Regions from separate parts of the Mus musculus genome. Here region 1 is linked to region 2. Evidence: chromatin contacts called from public ChIA-PET data. All regions are on one chromosome and are shown on one strand. The core of a region is the stretch at or near the end of the contact, and the rest is flanking DNA. Distances in the headings are between cores, read along the strand shown.

Region 1 (2,867 bases), core at 230-2,729, 140 kb after region 2:
GCCTTGAATTTCAAGGTGACATCACTTTATATTCGAGGCAGGGTTCCAGTTCTGGGTTTTAGTTGAGTAGAAAGACCTGCTCAGCTGTACGACTGTTTTACACTGATTCTTAAACTTCAGATGTCTTTTCCAGATCCCCAGACCTTCTCCTTTCCTCAGCTGTTTAGTGGCCTCAAAGCCACAGGTGGTGCTGGCTCTTCCTCTTGAAGACATAAATTTGTCCCTCTTACTCTCAGTATGGTTGCCACCTAATAAATAAACTGCATTTCTAGGCCTTTCCTCATGCATAGAGGGTACTCTGGAATCCCTTGTTTCCTCCTGACCTATCCAGGCCAGTTTCGTCCATCATTTGATACTGTTTGGGGCTTTGAAGTGAAGAAAGATTGCCTCATCACCTTCTCCCTGTTTTGTTTGTTTGTTTGTTTGTTTTTTAAATCAAGCTCCAGGCCAGAGAATGTGTCCCTCCACCTCCCTATTTCTGCCCTGCTCCTGTGTAGCTCCCCCACTAGATGTTAGGATCACCATGATCTCCATGCGACGCCCCTTCATGGCCAGACTGGGCTCTCAGATGGTTATTTTTTTGTTTCTGTTGGAAGGATATTTGGAGACAATTGGATCTGTCAAACTCGGGATGGGAGATACTATTGAAGTATAGAATGGGTCCCAAGATGAAATGACGATAAAGCTCCACACTGCCCAAGGTAGGTTTCACTGTAAAGAAGCATCCAGCCTAAAACCTCAGCTTCAAGATGACAAAGTGAATATTAAACAAGAGACCACAGGACACTTGAAAGTGTGGCCTGGGGACTGATTGCACACCTGAGGCCTTTCTATGGGATGGATGTTCCAGAGTCTCGAATAACCTCGTAGAAGCTGCCAGTGCTTACTAATGGCAGAGTCTCAGTCTCTCTCTGATATTCTCTCTCTCTCTCTCTCTCTCCTCCCTCCCAAGGCAAATTTTGAGCTGGGGAACAGAAAGAGAGGGTGCCAGGAACCCCAAGAAGCCACCGCTCTTGAGTTGTGAGCATCACAATAGTCCTTGTGCACTGGAGGCCACTCAGGCTGTCTAAAAGATGGTGTCTAGCTGCTGGAAGGAGCTCAGATTTCTTCACTTCGTGCATAATAGTGCAGTTCCCCCAGGCCCAAACTCTTCCATCCCCATCCCTACAGCTTCTTCGTCCCAGCCCCAGCCCTCCTCCCTGACCTTGTTCCCGTTCTTTGCAAAGTCGTTTGTCCCACTCCGAGCTGCACTTTCCCTTGTCCTGTGCGGCGAGATGCTGCCCACTGAGTATCTGCGGCGTGACACCAGGGCGTTCCAGGCTAGAGCTGGCAGGACACAGATCTGTGAGCTGGCGCACGGGGCGGAACTGCTGGCCCGGGCCGAAGGCCAGGCGGGGGCGGAGCTCGGCCGAGGGCGGGGTGGCTTCACGGTTCCGCCCCCCAGCTGAGCCAGACCACGGTCCGGGAACTTGCCAGCTCAGAGGTTCTAGGGGCAGCCGGCGCGCTTCTCTAGTTGCAGCTTGGGCGGCTCCTGTGGTGGGCGGCTAGGGGCGAGCCGGGATGGGCTATAGACGCGCGACGTGATCAGTTCGCACGCGGACCCACGCCTCCCATCGCTCTGCCTCAAGAGCCTATTCTGTGGGTGCAGGCACGCACCGGACGCAGACCCGGCCGGAGCATGCGGGGTGCGGTGTGGGCGGCCCGGAGGCGCGCGGGGCAGCAGTGGCCTCGGTCCCCGGGCCCTGGGCCGGGTCCGCCCCCGCCGCCACCGCTGCTGTTGCTGCTACTACTGCTGCTGGGCGGCGCGAGCGCTCAGTACTCCAGCGACCTGTGCAGCTGGAAGGGGAGGTGAGTCTTGCGGGTGATTCCAGCGTGGACTCCCTGGACCTGGACCGGAGCCCTCGGCAGCGAGTGGCAGAGCTTGCGGGGTAGGGACAGCTATGCTGGCCAAGTCCGGTGACCCCCGCCCTAGCTCTGGTTTCAGAACAAAAGAGTTGGTGGCATCTGGGTCCCAGCTCGGAAGACGCCCACTCTCCGCGCGCGTAATACTGCCCTAGTGGGTTTCCTGGGCTCCATAGGCTGCATGTTTGGTCCTCCCAACGGTTGGGATTTCTGATTCTTGGGAAAGGGTTGGGATTGTGCTCATCTAGAGGGACAGCTGTGGCGTGGAGAGCGTGGGGTCCAAACGAGACCCGTATCGGCTGCAGACCGTATCTTTGGGGCAAAGAGATGGGGTCGACACCTGTCTGCGGCCAAATGCAGTAGGGTAGAGCCCTGAGCCCGCTTGGTGAAGGTCAAGCCGCCCTTGGCAGCAGGGCACAGGGTTCCTGTGACACTTCTCTCTCGTCCCCATCAGCAGTGACAGCGGAGGACTTTTTGCTGTTGTTTTAACTGAAGTGTGACGTATGGAAAGAAGCACAAGTCACAAGTGTGCGCGGGCGGGGTGCCTGAGGAGTCGTAGCTACTTTGGACACTGAGAACGCGCCAGGCACAGCGGCCGGCCCCCTCTCTTTGCAGAGCCAGTTTTTTACAGCTGCAAGTTGCCAATTCAGCGGTTTGCATAGCGCGCTGCGCTGATGCGGGTCTCCTGAAAACGTGGGCTGGGACGGCGGTGGGGGTCTGATGTAGCTCATCCCAGGGGCAGGGCGCTTGCGCAGGCCTGGGGAGGTACACGATCTCGTCTGAAGCACAGACTCCAGTGAAGGGGGCTCATGGGGCAATGCGTGCGGTGGGTGATTTTGGTCAAGAGGGTTTTCTGAGAAAGGTGGATGTTGGGCAGTGCCCGGATCTGCGTAAGCAGGGCATCAATGATTATCTTGTACACTTACAGTGCCTGACTTTCTGAGAAAACCACAGAGACCAAAATC
Region 2 (3,028 bases), core at 222-2,721:
GCTATGCTGATGTGAAGAGTAGACTTGTGTGAAGGCTGATGGGGCTTAGAGAGGTCAATGCCAAGAGGGGTGTGCTCTAGGTGAGAGAACCTGGAGATGGCTTGGGTCAAGAATATTGTGAGGACAGATAGATGTGTCTATAGTAGAGGATGCTGGGCGTGGTCCAGGAAGTAGTAGGCCTGCCCAGAGGAATGGACTCCTCCACTGGGTTGGTCTACTTATGATGAAGGTCTTGACACCAGCATTAATTAGATCCTGGCCAAGATCCCTGAGTGGCTAGTTGAGCATGCTCTATAGCAGGGATGTGTGTGTATGAATGTCTGCTAGGTTCCCTTGCTATCGCCTAGGAGTCTTTGCAGGTTATGATTAACCAGTGAGTAGTTGCCATGTCTAGGACCAGCATGAGGATGCATCATCCTGTGGCTGCTTAGAGTGTTGCTGGGTTACAGCTGTGTGCTGGTGGTTTGCCCAGACCCCAGACGACCCTGTATTCAAGTGAGAATGCTAGAGTGTGAGTGCTTAGTCCCCTTTCTGGGAAGGAAGGACAGCTGTCTGGCCAGGCCGAGCCTTAGGCTGTTGCTTATTCTGGTTGAGTGATATGGGTACTGCTGAGCACAGTTCAGACCTGTCCTTCCTTCTCGGCCACAGCCAAACCTGTGCTTGCACTTGCTTGCCCAGTCATGTGCTTTGGTCTTCTTGGGAATCCGGCTGCAGTCATAGTAACTTTACTTAGGCTGTGGGCTTCTCTCTCATATATGAGAGAATGAGTCTGGGGTCTCCTTGATAAATAACTATACAATCCAAAGCATTTTTGTAAAGCAAAAGGTTTCACTTATGCAGAAAAGTGCGAAGCTACTCAATCCAGCAAGCAAGCACACCCAGTAGGGGTCCTGCTCTGCTTTTAACCCCAGGGTGAGGGATTCTGTGCCCTACTCTGGGTGGTTTGAGTGGTTGGAACTAGGACTCATAAAACTTAACAGGCTAATTCAAAACGGACTAGCATTTTGCTAGGGAGAATAGAACTTGAACATGTATCTTGACTTTAAGAATATACTAATCTGGGGGCTAGAGAGATGGCTCAGCGGTTAAGATCACTTACTGCTCTTCAAAAGGTCCTGAGTTCAAATCCCAGCAACCACATGGTGGCTCACAACCATCTTTAATGAGGTCTGACAACCTCTTCTGGGGTGTCTGAAGACAGCTACAGTGTACTTACATATAATAAATGAATAAATAAATAAATCTCTCTCTTTTTTTAAAGACTATACTAATCTGGAGATAGTCTAACTTAGTGGTGTCTTTACCAATTTCTCTAAACATGGAACTACTTCTGTCTTCTTTCAATTCTGATAAAGACAGTACATTTCATTTACATTCCCCACACCAACTGTGAGGTTGGTTTACACAGGAAGTGGTTAGAGCACCCAGAGTGTGCACTGTGCAGATCAAGCAGCCTCTAGCAATCCCCCTCCGGCTCACCCCCTGGACGGCTTTCTGGTACATAAGATACCTCAGTTGGTTGTTCTCCTCCTGTGCTGAGGGGGAGACAGCTTGTCTTTGAGTAGATCGATCCCTGTGTGAGGTATGGGATGTGGCAGGTAGGTGCTGGTGGTGTGTGCCTGGTGCTTTTCTTGGCTTTTGCCTGTTAGACTTGTGCCAGCTTTGTGCAGAGATAGGGAGCCTTATCTCCTACAGGGATGGAGCCACCTCTGGGCCAATAGCTATAAAGCTTCCTACATACTTATATTTGTCAAGAAAGTTATTTATATGGTTTCTAGATTGTAATATTTTTTTCACCACAAATGATAATATTTGGTCATACCAATCACGTGACAGTTTTAGGGCAGGGGCTCCACAAGGAGTATTCTTGGTAGGTGAGGATGAGGACCTGCCTCTGGTTTTGGGGGACTGATGGCTTGCTGTTAGTGATGCTCTTAGAGGTTGGCTGTTAGCCCTGAGCCTGGTTGTTTCTGTCAGCCACATCCATCCTTGTGGCAGCTAGTGAGGTGTGGGTCCTGGTCCAGGTTTCAAAGCCAGGCAGGCGCTTGCCTAACTTCCATTGGCCTTCCTGCTCCAGCAGGCTCTGGAGGGCTATGCTGTTGTCTTTGTGACCACAGAGGGAGACCAAGCACCATGAGTAAGCACTTGAGCACCGCTGAGATCTGGTGTCACTTTTATAGCATTTGAGTTGAAACGGTTTTGAAGAAGAAGTTGCACTGAGTGCAGCCCCTGGTGGGCAGGCAGGGCAGTGGGATGAGCAGTGACATACCAGGTGGTCCTTTCCCGTGAGCCCTGTGGCTCAGCCTCAGCCGCCTGCCCGTTGTCCCCTCAGAGGCCGTTTCTCACCTTTCAGGTTTTTTCTCTATTTTTACTTTTTTAGGGTACTTTCCCTCATGGAATTGATATTTTGACTACAGCAGACTATTTTGCAGTTGGTAACATATCTAACTGTTTCCTGATTATAAGGTAAGTTTTAACGTGTGTAATATAACTGTCTCTTTGACTTGGGTGTCAAAATTCACCTTCAATATTTCCTTCATTATCCTGTGGTCTGTATATAACTTATGTTGTAGAGAGGGAATTGAGCTGAGAACAGCTTCTGAAACCGTTCTCATACCAAGTTCATCCTGCACGGTACACGCTGGAGAAATGGGCACCTGCTTGTGCTTCAGGGCTAGGGCCACACATCTTCTCTGGACATTAATCTTCTCCTTGTCCTCCTGGTTGGTGCTTTTCTGCCTTGGAACTGTACAGGGAATAGCCACAAGCACAGCTATGCATGCCCTTCTGTGTGACAGCTTTCCCACCTGGTGTCACACATGTATTGATCTTTCAAAATGACATTTTGGATTTGAAGTGACTGTGATTGATTTTTGTTGTTGTTGTTTGTTTGTTTCAATAAAATGTGTTCCAAGTTGAAATTATCTGATTGTTTCTCAGGTGAGTATGATAGAGATATTTGAAAATTCAAGTCAAGGGATAAATATTTAACCCTTAACTGCTGTTTTCAGAAATCACATCCAATTAT

The links. ChIA-PET counts read pairs in DNA pulled down with a chosen protein or histone mark.
Region 1: a contact with region 2 is called in an RNA polymerase II ChIA-PET map of memory CD8 T cells, with 55 read pairs. The contact joins the promoter of Metrnl here to the enhancer-like site in region 2. A contact is called at or near these places in 1 of 39 promoter capture datasets (hippocampal neurons), 2 of 484 Hi-C or Micro-C datasets (adipose-derived mesenchymal stem cells and nephron progenitors) and 4 of 115 datasets of contacts at active chromatin or transcription factors (CD8 T cells, forebrain, memory CD8 T cells and 1 more).

Annotation. Positions count from the first base shown.
Region 1 is chr11:121,700,948-121,703,814 of GRCm38.p6, forward strand. It overlaps Metrnl (meteorin, glial cell differentiation regulator-like), which reads left to right and starts at 1,480. Exons shown (of 4, transcript NM_144797.3): 1 at 1,480-1,848. The coding sequence starts at 1,679.
Region 2 is chr11:121,558,295-121,561,322 of GRCm38.p6, forward strand. It overlaps Tbcd (tubulin-specific chaperone d), which reads left to right. Exons shown (of 39, transcript NM_029878.4): 17 at 2,381-2,466. Among named protein-coding and RNA genes, the nearest start is that of Zfp750, 40 kb to the left of the region's middle. Within about 2 kb of position 1,472, at least 84 of the 459 cell types and tissues checked have an H3K27ac peak or open chromatin away from gene starts, as enhancers often do. A contact at or near this core is called in CD8 T cells and memory CD8 T cells, where this site is marked.